Linked DNA regions of Mus musculus: region 2 is linked to region 1. A link is a contact called in public promoter capture Hi-C data. All regions are on one chromosome and are shown on one strand. Each heading gives the region's core, a stretch centred on a gene start, on an enhancer-like site or on the middle of the called end of the contact. The rest is flanking DNA. Distances are from core to core; before and after follow the strand shown.

Region 1 (6,543 bases), core at 2,986-5,485:
CCCACTCTGTCTGGATCTCTCTGTAGAGCCTACAAGACCCCACCACTGCCCAGCTGGAGAACTGTCCAGTATGGCCTGTTGACACCATTCAGACCCCACAGGAGCGCTGTATGTCCGTGCTCCTTTTCCCTTTTGGGCTGGTGCTGCCACTCAGCAATAATCCTCTCTGTGCTTTCTTAGACCCCTGTCCTCTGTGAGGCTGGCTAGGATGCAAGAGTCCTGGTCTTTTCATGCTGCACAAACAAGCATGCAAAAAGCTTTTTATCCCTAGCAAAACATGTACCTTCCTGTTTCTAATCACTGGACAAGAATTTGCAGATAAAGAACTCAGCTCATCCTGCCCCACACTGAGTTCTGTCCTGGACAATCAAAAGCAAGCCGTGACTGTAGCCTGGAACAGTTAGCACAGCAGGCTGGGGAAGCCCAGGCTCCAAGGGAGTGGAAGCTGCAAAGCACTGGCTTTTCTAGATGGGCAGAAACTGAGGATGCCTTTCTGGTGGGAGAGTGGGATAGAATTGTGTCACCTGACATTTCCCAAGCCTTCTTCAGTCAGTCAGCCCAGTGTGTAGTGATCCAAGCCCATGATTGCCAGGGTACCTGTTAGAGACCAAATCTCTACTAGGGGAGTGAGAAGTAGGATGGATCGTTCTCCTTGTTTTTGTCTGTGTTGGCCTTACTCATTTCTAAGTGCAATAAGGCAGTGTCTCAGGGACTGCACCTGTGACATCCTGACTGGATGCTTCCCTGTGGTCCTCCTGGAATAAGGGTAGACAGATTTGGGCCCCTCAGCATGGTTAGCTCTGACCTTCCTTGAGGTTCTTTTAAGACCAGGAGATGTCTGGTTACTGACACCTTTCAAGGTATTAGTCTCCTCACCTTGTAGAGTCTTTAGGCATGCACTTGGGGCATCTTGGTGATTAGCATATCAGCTGCTAGTAGCATGGGAAAGTTGGAGAAGAGGCATTCCTAATGGAAATGGAAAAAACATAAATGTTCTCATATAAGCTCTGTATTACCTATCAAATCCTATTTGTGCTTAAAGATCTTCCTTCAGTAACTAGGTTAAAGTTCAGATGTGTTATCTTGAGAGAAGTTGATAGTCTACGCAGATAGTTTACATGATATGAGGGTCAAAAGATATTTGTCTCCTTCAGCACTTCATAAGATCTATACATATCAGTCACATTGGCCTCAATCCTGGCCTGCTCTTACCTGCCTTGCGCCCCTGCTGTTGCCCACATTTGAAAGCATCCAAATGATCCGAACTAGAATTTCCTGAGACCAGCCTGGATTTAGGGCTCCTGCCCACATAAACACAAAGGAGGAATGTCCCTGTCTTGTTCCATCCCCATGGGTGGTGTTGCTGCTGGACAAGTGTTGGCTTTTAAGTATCCCCTTTTTTTACCCACCCCCAAAATTAACTAGCACTCAAGAGGGCTGGTGATGAAAGGCTCACCTCTGGTGAGAATCCCTGAGAGTGCGACATGCTTCTTCAGACTGGCTGCTTCCATTACATTTCCAGGGTCTGCTTTACTCCCAGCGGGAGCAGCAGTGTCTCTGCACAAGGCCTGCTGGGCTCCAGCCTTCTTGTGGAGAGACACTGGGGAGGGACAGGTCAGGGTCACTGCTGTGGGCATGTGTGTATCCTTCCACATTCTTCCTTTCAGTCCCCCCTGGACCTCTGACGTCCTTGGGTTGGTTCTTAGTGCTACTTCTTTTACAGACTACACTTTATAGAACTGATTAGATTTCCTGTTTATTTAATGTGAGTTTGTGCCTTTTTGTCTCAATCTTCCAATACAGGTATATTGGGGGGAAAAAAGCAGTCTAATAAAATCCTAGACAGAGTTTTTTGGAGTCTAGCTTATTGGTGATGTTCCTATGTCCATTTTTCAACTTAGATGTCCTTAAAGCTCCTACTGATATCTCCCCAGTTTATTTACAGGAGAGGATTATGAGAAGATACAGTGGTATTTCTGACATTTTATGTAAATAAAGTATTCCTTGTCCAAAAAAGTCACTTACAGTATGGATTCGGGCTGGGGTATGGTATAGCTCAGTGGTAGTATTTACCTAACAGGCATTAAAAAAAAGGTCAATTAAAATAGTCCCATGTCAGCCGGGCGTGGTGGCTCACGCCTTTACTCCCAGCACTCGGGAGGCAGAGGCAGGCAGATTTCTGAGTTCGAGGCCAGCTTGGTCTACAAAGTGAGTTCCAGGACAGCCAGGGCTATACAGAGAAACCCTGTCTCAAAAAAACAAAAGACAAAAAAAAAATTAGTCCCATGTCAATTCAGTTTTCTTATGCAGCAGTGCACATCTGTAAGCCATTTTTGCTTTTGTCTCTCTTTTACTCTACTAAGCAATACATTTATTTTTTATTCTTAATTTTAAGTCATGGACTTAAAATATTTTATTAGTTTCAGGAGAAAAACAACAGGGCAAGCAAACTGTAAATCTTGGCAACTGCCTGAAAGAAGTCTCCCTTTTGAGCAGTCACATGGTGACAAGGTTGGGTAGAAAGAATGAAAAAACCCAAAGCACCAGGAAGAGCATGCCTGGGCTTCAGAAATAAAGAAGAAAAAAATCATACTCTGGGGGCTGGAGAGATGGCTCGGCGGTTATGTACTGTTCTTTTAGAGGAGCCGAGTTCAATTCCTAGCACCGACATCTCAGTTTACAACTGCCTAGAACTCCAGCTCCAGAGGAACCTGATGCTTCAAGTCTCCCAGACCTGCACTCTGGTGCACATGCTGGCGTGCACGTGCACACACGCACAATAGAAATAAAAAGCTTGTTTAAAGGCATGGTGCCACGGGGTTTTAATCCCAGCCCTTGGAAGGCAGGTGGATCTTTCTGTGTTTGAGGCTAGCTTGGCCTAATGAGAATACTAGACCAGGTTTGTTAATTTCACTGCAAGTGGACGAGGTTAATGTGCACCACTGGCATGCTTAGTACCCAGAGAGGGGAAAGGGCAACTGGAATTAGAATGATTATGGGCCACCGTGTGGGTGAAGGGAATCAAACCCAACTTCAGTGGTCTGTAAGTGCTCTTAACTTGTGAGCCCTCTCCAGTACTTTCAGCTTTATTACTGTGTTTATGGCTACAACTGTGATTCTTGTCTTCCATCCAGGGGTAAAGCTCAGGTGGTTAGTTAGACTTGGTAGAAGTTGTCCCCTTCCCTTCCATTTTGAGAATGAATCACAGCACAGTTCGAATGCCCTGAAACTTTAAGGTAGCCCAAACTGGACTCAAACTTGGAGTAACCAATCTCGGTGAGTTTTGGAAATAACATCACTACACCGGGTTCCAGAACATGTATTTCAGGTAGTGGAGCTTTTGTGGGTTCTTGAGGCATCACTGGGTAGCTGGTACTACAGTGTGCTAAAACAACACTCCCATTTCCCTGGGGGAAGTCATAACTGTAAAAACAACCCCATGCACTATCCCCCCTACCCCTCAAAAATTAAGACCCAGAGATCTAAAGGAAATAATAAATCGAAGTGTCTGGCAAAGTAAACAGTCACCATGAATATACACCAAATAGCAACGGCTTGTTTTTCATTCACTGATAGCTCTCGGGGATCCTAAATTATTTTGCTTTGTATTCAGCAAAACTAGTTTCAAGTTGGGCGTGGTGGTGTAATCTCAGCTGAGGTCGGAAAATCAACTTGGTCTGTATAACAAGCCCCAGTACTTACTAGCAAGACTGTCTCAGATGGAAAAAAAAATTTTTTTAAATGACGATCACCAAGTCACTTAAATGAATGGAAGTGTTCTCTGACCCCTATGAGGGCGCCAAGGAACATGAGAAATTACTTATAGTGTGGGCGAGAGAGGCCGAACAGACTACAGTGAGGCTCCCCATCCTGTCCACTCCCGGTTTCTGAGGGTGGGCAGGCGACAGCGAAGACCGTACGCTGCGGGACGATCACGAAGCAGCCCGAGTCCTCGAGCCGCAGCAACTTCCGCCCTCAACGCTCCTCACGCCCGCGCCCTTGCGCAAAGCAGGCTGGGAATGCGGAGCCTAGGTGGCCCCGCCACCGCCCACTCCCGCGTCCGGGCCGGCGGTATGGCGTCGGGAGTGGATGACATGTAGAGCCCGCCTCTCTGAGCCTGGCTCAGCTCCGCCTCTGGGCGGTTCGCTCTGCTGTAAAGCCCCGCCTCTGTCCTCCAACCGCACCCCAAAACCCTAGACACTCTGGATCCACCTCCTACGGAAGCCGAAGCGCAGTCCGAATCCGGAAGAAAAACAATCCGGAGGGAGCAGTGCTGCTGAGACCGGAGACCAAGGGCTGCTCCGGCTCGCACTAGATGCAGCACGGAGACAGGAACACACCGGGTTACCGCGAGGGAATAATGTCGGCTGTGAGTCTAAGGAGGCCGAGCGCACCGAAAGGCTTTGCACTCAGGTGAGGACGCAGGTGTAGGCCGGTCGGTTCCTGGCGGTTAGCTGTCTTCAGCCCAGTCTGATTTGTGGGGCTGGATTTCAAAACCACAGTAGGATCAAGGCTGCCCTAGTTTAGATACCCGAATTCTGTCAGGCCAGTACTGAAAGGGCTATGTTAGGATTGATGCACGCTCTAAACTTTGGCTGCCGAGTTGGTCACTGCAGATGCTCCCCAAGCAAGTGTCCAGTTGATTCTTGGAGCAGACAGGGTTAGATTGCTAAGGACCAACATTTGCCCCTACAGTTGTAGATTAGAAGTTTTGTTCCTGTTTTTCAGCAGTACATCATGGGGTCTTCTTGATCGGGCTGTGATCTCTAGAAATCCGAAATCAGATTTAGATAAGATCCTTTAGCGAGGTAAAGCCTGGTCTCATGCCCGCTCTTAAATCACGAGGAACACTGCTAATCGTCCAATTGAGCGTAATTCGCGGTGCATGGATTTGTTACTAATCATCAAAGTTGAGGATTGGGATGCCAAATCCCGAGTTTTATTTTTTATCCACTTAGAGTGGGAATACAAGGAGCCACTGAGTAAAGAAACCGGTTACCTGCCGGACAGCAGGGGGAGACTGTAAACAGACAAAATGACAGTCTCTCAGAGGACTTGAGAGGAAGGTTTTTGTATTATTTTGTTTATATTCATAGGGAGAGGCAGGGAGCTGCTTGAAGCTAACCAGGAATTTTTTTGTTTTGTTTTGTTTACAAGTCACACTTTAAGAACAGGCTCTGGTGGAGAAGGAAATGCCCCCCTCCCCTTTTTGGGTGGCTCTGCGGGATCTTGTGCTTCAGTGCCTCGGTATTCTTGGAACTCAGGTTTCATCTGTAGAGTCTGAGCTCCTGCTTGCTCTGTCCTGGAGACAGTCTGGGCTTCTTGGAGTGTTGCTATAGCAACACCCTCACTGAAGGTCTCCCTAAGTCTTCGCTTTTCTGAACTTGTGATGGATGTGGTGGTATTTAAGAGCTGTTGATTATTTCTCCTGATACTGAGACTTGTGGAGAGCGGAGGTTGGAATGTTATGTACCAACTGGCGACTTGTCCCAAGAGAGAGTAGACTCGTGAGACAGATAATAAGAAACCTGTTACTCAGAAACTTGTCCCTAGGCTACGTGAAGGCCTTGGCAGGATTTGTTGTGTGCCAAGGATCTGCAAGGTAGGAGAGGGGAAGGGAATACGCTGTCAGCCTCTCTCTTTCTGAGTTTCTGTTCTCGTAGCTCTGAAGCACATGGCCATGCTCAGTCAACCTCCAATTCCCTCTCGGTGCTCTTGGGAACCCATAGGTTGAGGAGTAAGCATGCAGAGTTGCTGACTGGGCCACAGAGGATGAGTGAGGTTTCTGTAGCTGGAGGGGCTAATAGGTTCCTGTCTCTCAAACGCAATCATTCTTTCCTTCTGGCCAATGGCATTTGAGCTCCCTTTGGCAGCTCTGTGCCAGGTACTGCCAGCTATGGGCGACTGTAAACCTGCCTAGAAGAGCCAGTTGGAGGGAGGGAAGAGATTCCTGCTTTCCAGGCATGAAAGGGAAGGTGAAAGCTGGGTAATCCACTGCTCCTTTTCCTCTTTCCTACCACACGATGCAGAAGCAAGCTGGGCATAGTGAGATTAACAACGTTAATCTCAGAATTTAGGAGGCAGAAGAAGGCTGATCTCCGTAAGGAGTTGAGGCCAGCCAGGGCTGCATAGTGAGACACAGCCTCAAAAGCACCAAACAAACAAACATGCAGACACATTTCCCATGATCACTGCAGCGGAAGCCTTGCACATACCTAGGTCTTTGCCTGCTATCTGGAAAAATCTTAGCCTCCATCCCCTGTGACTTAACATCCTTTCCACAGCGTACATGTTGTGACGTGGAATGTGGCCTCCGCAGCCCCCACTGTAGACCTCAGTGACCTACTTCAACTGAACAACCAAGACCTGAATCTGGACATATATATCATTGGGTAAGTGTCTGAAGGGCCCCTGCACCCCCTATCCCTGTAGAGGGCTGATGTAACCTGTCCTCGCTTGTGTTAGAGTCTGAAGGGGAGGAGCTTTCATCCTCCCTGGGTCCAGTCTTGTGTTTCTTGTCCTGGGTCAGCAATGGTTATGGGT
Region 2 (6,543 bases), core at 1,677-4,176, 1.9 Mb after region 1:
TCATACCCATAAAATAAATATAAACAATTTTTAAAAAGAGCATTCATTAAAAATTGAACTGTTTACAACACATTAAAGCACACATTGCTAACATGATATAGTGTTTTGCAATCCAAGCACTATTCACTCACTTCTCAAAGCTGAAGGGACAGAATGCCATCTCTTGCAGAAGAAAATCAGAGCCAAGAAAGACAAGAGAATCCAAATCACACCAGCATTGGGATATAGGTTGTTTTTGCTACCTTCAGAGTAACTTGGAGTTACTTGCCATGCATCTAGCTACTCAACAGAACCCCTGACCCCACACTACCCATCTGCCCTGGGACTGGCAAGTGGAAGCCTCACCTCTTTCTACACAAAGTGGTAAGGAATGGACTGAGAGCCAAGATAGATAGAGGTAACCTGCGAGGCACAGTCTGCCTCCAGGGAAGGCTCCCAAGATGGGCTACTGGTTGTACTTACCTGTCCTTGGCTCACCTGTGTGTAAGTCACTCTTGGTAACACCTACACATGAGAAAAGAAGAGAGCAGCTGGGGACTTCGTGTTGGGTGTGAAGAAGGGGACAACCAGCCCCAAGCCCTGGGCTGAGATGAAGACGCTGGAGACTGAGGGCAGGAGAAACCACAGATGTCCCAATCGGGCGACCACCGAGGGTGCAGCGAGGCCGTTCAAACCCTTCTCGTCCTCGGCCCTACAGGGTTCCTACCTGTGGAGGCACAGGCCACAGGCCTTCAGGACAAGGGGTTCCTGCCTCCTCCGCCGGCTCAGCCACCACCTGTGGGTCCAAGGCGAAGAGCTGGGCGTTGGCCTCTGCGAGGGCCCCGCCCTTTCGGTTCTAGGAGTAGAGGCGCGGACGGATGGAGGGGCCTCCGAATCCCCTCGCGCGCGCCACTCTTTCCAGGACAAAGTTGAAGCAAAGCGCTTTGAGATTCCCCCGGCCAAGACCTTACCCGGAGCCGGTCGCCTTACCTCGCGAAGGCTCAGGAGCCCCACCAGGGCTACCAGAAGCAACCGGGGCGGAGGTGGAGGAGGATGAACCATTTCAGCTGGGCCAGCAGTCCCGCCAACCAACTAGCTGCAGCGCCACTCGCTCGCGCGCGCCCGCGACCCCGCGCCGCTCGCGCGCCCACGTAGACCGCGGCTCGCGCACTGCCTTGCTCCCTCCTCGCCCGGCCTCGTGCCCCGCCCCCCCTACCGCCAGGCCCGCCCCCGCCCCGCCCCGCCTCGCCTACCGCCAGGCCCGCCCCCGCCCCGCCCCGCCTACCGCCAGGCCCGCCCCTGCCCGCCTCCAGGCCGGCGCACGCGTCCTGAACCCAAAGCCGGAAAAGTTAGTCGCCAAGGATCTCCTGGTCTCCAAGCCCATGGAACCACCTCCCTCGGCCGAGATGCGTCCCGGAGCGTTTGTGCGACCATCAGAGCGCAACTGTATCGCCTGAGTAGAATCTTGGAACCCCGCAAAGGGCAGGAAGTGAGATCCTTAAGGACCGGGTGACCCAGGTGGAGACTTGTGTGCTCTTTTGGCAAACCCGCTCAACACGGAATTATGAAATCCTAGCTGTCCCAGAGAGAAGGTCCCGGCTCTAGCGCTTCACCTTCACGTTGCTCCAGTCCTGCTCTCGCTAATAATAAGAACTGAGCCCCGAGCTGTTTTGGGAGGGTCTTAGGCCCAGAAGCCTTAAGAAGCCAGAGCTTTCTTGATTCCCGCTCTCCTTTGCCCAAGGAAACACTGGTCCGAGGAGCTACAGTGCTCAGCTCGGCCTCCCTTGCAAGGGAGCGCTGCAAAGGAAATCCAGCTAAGGATTGACGCCCAATCAAAAGTTTGAAACAGGCCTGCGAGATGGCTCAGTGGGAAACGGTGCTGGCCGCCAGCCTGACGACCAGAGTTTAATCTGTGGACCTAAGTGATTGAAGGAGGGACCTGATTCCCACAGATTGTCCTCTGACCTAGACACACACACATACACACACCCCTAAACAAATCTTTTTAGGTTTGAAATACATCAAAAAATAGTTATTTCAGGCCTCTCCCATGTGCCCGGACTTATTTCACCCACCCCTGCAGAAATGACCAGATGTTGATCTGACCTAAAGAACCACACTTCTCTCTACCAAAGCCCCACCGCGGGGCTAAGCATCCCTTAATCCTCTCCCTCAACATATTCGGCCAGACTCGAGCCTCTTTCCTTTCCTACAGTCCTTCTTGATAAGTAGTGGAGACGCCTAACTCTTGGAAAGCGTCCTTGGGGGTGGGCTGGGAAGGCCACAAGTGTCTACCGGCTAGTGCCCGGATGCCCTCCAGAGAAACGACAGCCACCTCCCTCAAACTCGTGGTCAGGGTCAGATGCTTCAGTCTGCCTCTGGCCAGGTGCAGAGTCCCAGCCCTACTGAGTTATCGCCCAGTTGCTGGTCCTGGCTGGGCGGCAGGGCCAGGCGAAGGAGAGAGAGATAACACGTCTCTAGCTGCAAAGGCAGCAGCGAGTGGGGAAAGTGAAGCCAGCGAGGGATCAGCGCTTTGCTCCCTTCTTGCTTTTTTGCTACTCCTCAATAGCGGATCCTGAGGGTGCAGTGACCCAGGGTCTCCCCTGGAGCCAGACTTCATTGAGGGCAAGGGTAGAAGCAGGCACCTCCCGTTCACCCAGGCCTCCAGCCTCACCCCCTCCCCAATCCTTTCCTAGCACTCCTTGTTCCGCTCTCTCTGGTTGGCCCTCAGGTCCTCGCTCCCGCTTTGTGGCCCGGCTCTCTTTCACCCTCTGCTCCAGCTTGTCGCAATCGCTGTACAAAGGGCTGGGGGCGGGAGTGGGGGGGCGGGCGAGGGGAGCTCGACCCGAACTGGCTGTCTCCTCCTGACCACGACCAATCCGGAGCGCGCGCGCCCTCCTGCTTGGGAGGACTCTTGACAGCCACGGGCGGCCGGGCGGAGCCGCGCGGACAGAACGAGGAGCCCGACGAGAGGACAGCTCCGCTCCCCGCAGCCCAGTGCCTCCCTCCGGGGACTGTCCTGCCAGGCCATGCCTCCGTGGGCGGCCGCTCTAGCGCTGCTACTGGCGGCGCTCGCCTTGCTCCTCCTGCGACCCTGGAAGCGCGCTGTCGGAGCGCGAACCTCAGTCCGGGACCACGAGGAGCAGGAGGTGGCGAGCGGAGGCCCCGCGGATCAGTTCAGCGACCGGCGCGAAGCGCTCCCCGGAGGCTGCAGCCTCATTTGCAAGCCGTCGGCGCTGGCCCAGTGCCTGCTGCGCGCTCTGCGACGCTCGGCGGCGCTGGAACCCAGCCCCCGCTCCTGGCTGTCGGGACCCCACCTGCAAACCTTCTGCCACTTCATCCTGCCAGTCGGGCCCGGGCCTGAGCTAGCCCGTGAGTACCTGCAGCTGGCAGATGATGGGCTGGTGGCTCTGGATTGGGTCATAGGACCTTGTGCCAGGGGCCGCCGGGTCACCAACCCTGGGAGCCTCCCTCCAGTGCTGTTGGTAATCCCCAATGCATGGGGACGCCTCACTCGCAATGTACTGGGGCTCTGCCTGCTCGCCCTGGAGCGCGGCTACTACCCGGTCATCTTCCATCGCCGCGGCCACCACGGTTGCCCGCTAGTCAGCCCCAGACTACAGCCTTTCGGGGACCCGTCCGACCTCAAGGAGGCGGTGACTTACATTCGCTTCCGACACCCGGCGGCCCCCCTGTTCGCGGTGAGCGAGGGTTCAGGGTCCGCGCTGCTGCTGTCCTACTTGGGGGAGTGTGGCTCCTCCAGCTATGTGACTGGCGCCGCCTGCATCTCGCCAGTGCTACGCTGTCGCGAGTGGTTCGAGGCTGGCTTGCCTTGGCCCTATGAACGTGGGTTCTTGCTGCACCAGAAAATCTCTCTCAGCAGGTGGGTAACGGGAACAGAAGTCTACAGCTCTGCCTGGTATGGGAACAGAGCTTTGTGGGTAGGTTGGGGCAAAGTTCTCACGAGGTTTCCAAAGCTGTTCAAACCCTATAATTGACATAGAGCCAGGAAAGTGGGTTTCAAAGCCATATTAGCCCCAGGGCCTCCGTTAGGGCCCCATCAGTTCATCTCAGTCGCAGGTGTCCTAGCAACCGGTGGTCAGCAGAGGCCTGCACCTGGCATTTACCACTTAGTCCATAGCTAGATAGGTCAACAAACAGGGCTCTGGAAGCAATTGCGGCCGATTATCTGTCCAGAATATTTACCTTCAGGCTCTGAGCCAGGAGGTGGCAGGAATGAGAGATGTACAGTCTTTGGTTTTTTTAAATCCTTCAATCTGACAGATGTTTTACATATTTCTAGGTGAGTACACAACACTTATTCCTGTGTTTGTTCTTTCTGAGTCAAGGTCTCATACAACTCTGGCTGCACAGCTGAGGGTGTGTGTCCCTGAACTCCAGACCCTCAGCCTTTGCCTCCTAAGTGCCAAAATTACAGGCATCAGACACCGCACACATAAAAAACAAAAACAAAAACAAAACCCAGATCTCCAGAGGGAGAACAGTTTTAACACCAGGCAAGACTGTCCCACAGAAACTACTTGAATGACATTTCCAGTCTTTCCTAAGAGATGGCAGAAATGAGGTCAGAGGCATTCTGGCAACAAATAGGAAAACCCAGGATATGGGATCAGGCCTGGCTGGGGTCAAATCCTGAATTTGCAGGGAATCAGCCAGCCCCTTTAAGGCTTGCTCCCCCTTCAGCTGAGTAGAGTTAATAACAACACCTCTGCAGGTGCTGTGACCATTACATGAAAGCACAGGACCCTGACTTGCCAACCAGAACTCTTTCTTTCTTTTTTTTTTTTTTTCCTTTGCTATTTTACCTCCTCCTATTTTGCAAAGGTCAAATCCTGAGGCTGAACGAGAGGTGCTGCCATGGCAACTCAGAGGTTTGCTCCAGGGACAGAGTACTCTAGTCTAGCTTAACTGCCTGCCATGGTTTTCACTTCAAAATGATCACCTTCAGCACGTCCCATAGCCTCAAGCCAGAAAGCTGGGCAAGGTAAATGGAGATGAAACCAGGGCCTTCAGGAGCTGCCCTTGCTGCGGAAATCTGGGGCTGGAAACTCACACACAATTCTAAGGTCAACTGTCAGGGTTGATTAATCTACCTAAAGGACCAAACTGCCTACTCCGGCCTCCTTGTGACCCTTTCAGGCCCTCCCCAGGGAGCTAAGAGGTCCCTTTTCCCAGTGCAGGAGTTTGCCCCTATTTAGGAGACCATCTACTAGACTGATTGTAGTCCCAGTTGTTTTCCCTGCTGCCAAGCACTTGCTAGGTGTCGGTGTCCCGGACCAAGGTCACACCATCAGGCATGTTCATCAACCTAAAAACACACAGGCAATGAATGGATTAAAACAGTGATAAATTGTGGGAGAGGGAGAGGTATCAGCCCCTAGTCTGGATTGTCTGAAACAGTGAGTTCTCTCTGGATGAGCCTCAGAGGAGACAGGTCATGAGTTCATTGCAAAGGGTCAAAAGTTGAGGTTACAGGGAGCGCTATCCCTGGTCAATAGCTGAAAGTCAAATGTTATCCCTGGGATAAATGGTAGGGGTGACAGAGAAGAAATGATCATCCCTATGGAGAAGTCAAACCTTTGCATTATATCAGAAATCTTCTGATCTTAAGTAATGGCCACAATATGAAAGGGCTTTGGGCAACCAGAAAGATGGCTCAGAGGTTAAGAACACCTTTGCTTTTGCAGAGGACCCTGGTTCAACTCCCAGTACCCACCTGGTGGCTCACAACCATCTTGTCGCTCCAGTTCCAGGGAAGCTTCTGATTTGCATGAGCATGTGTTACACACATGAAATAGGTCTTTAAAAGGGGCTGTGTTGTTTGCTCTTTTTTGTGTGTGTGTGTGTGTGTGTGTGTGTGTGCGCGCGGGGGGGGGGTGGTGGTGGTGGTGGTGGTGGGGGCTGTGTCTGAGAGACGGAGACTCATTGATAGTCATTGCCTGGAACTCACAGAGATCCATCGGGCCTCCGCCACTTGACAGCTGAGATCAAAGACTCTTTTCTGTATTTCAAAGCTCAAAGTCTCTGTGGCTAGACTCTGGCCTGGGCACCGCCTCCGCAGTAACTTTGCCTGTCATCTAACGTTCTGATTTCTCCATCCTGGTCTCTCATTCACCTGTGGTCAGGTATGCCTCCGCCCTGGAGGACACAGTGGACACCGGCAAGCTCTTCAGGAGTGGCTCCCTGCGAGAGTTTGAGGAGACCCTGTTCTGTCACACCAAGAGTTGCCCCATCAGCTGGGATACCTACTGGGATCTCAACGACCCACTCCGGGATGTGGATGAGGCTGCGGTACCCGTGCTGTGCATCTGCAGTGCTGATGACCCGGTGTGTGGACCCCCAGAGCACACTCTGCCTGCGGAACTCTTCCACAGCAACCCGTACTTCTTCCTGCTGCTCAGTCACCATGGAGGCCACTGTGGCTTCCTGCGCCCTGAACCCTTGCCAGCATGGAGCCACGAGGTCATCTTGGAGTCCTTCAGGGCCCTGACTGAATTCTTCCGAATGGAAGAGAGAATGAAAGGGCTGAGCAGGCGCAGGACT

The links. Capture Hi-C pulls out chosen DNA fragments and counts their contacts.
Region 2: a contact with region 1 is called in a promoter capture Hi-C map of liver, with 6 times the contacts expected there. The contact joins the promoter of Abhd15 here to the promoter of Inpp5k in region 1. A contact is called at or near these places in 2 of 39 promoter capture datasets (liver and pre-B cells) and 2 of 9 other capture datasets (adipose tissue and liver).

The regions. Positions count from the first base shown.
Region 1 is chr11:75,626,785-75,633,327 of GRCm38.p6, forward strand. It overlaps Inpp5k (inositol polyphosphate 5-phosphatase K), which reads left to right and starts at 4,236. Exons shown (of 12, transcript NM_008916.2): 1 at 4,236-4,413; 2 at 6,285-6,392. The coding sequence starts at 4,316. It overlaps Pitpna (phosphatidylinositol transfer protein, alpha), which reads left to right. Exons shown (of 12, transcript NM_008850.2): 12 at 1-2,020.
Region 2 is chr11:77,512,191-77,518,733 of GRCm38.p6, forward strand. It overlaps Abhd15 (abhydrolase domain containing 15), which reads left to right and starts at 2,927. Exons shown (of 2, transcript NM_026185.4): 1 at 2,927-3,862; 2 at 6,126-6,543. The coding sequence starts at 3,009. Trp53i13 (transformation related protein 53 inducible protein 13) reads right to left here and starts at 1,083. Exons shown (of 7, transcript NM_001024920.1): 1 at 970-1,083; 2 at 707-775; 3 at 463-504. The coding sequence starts at 1,041.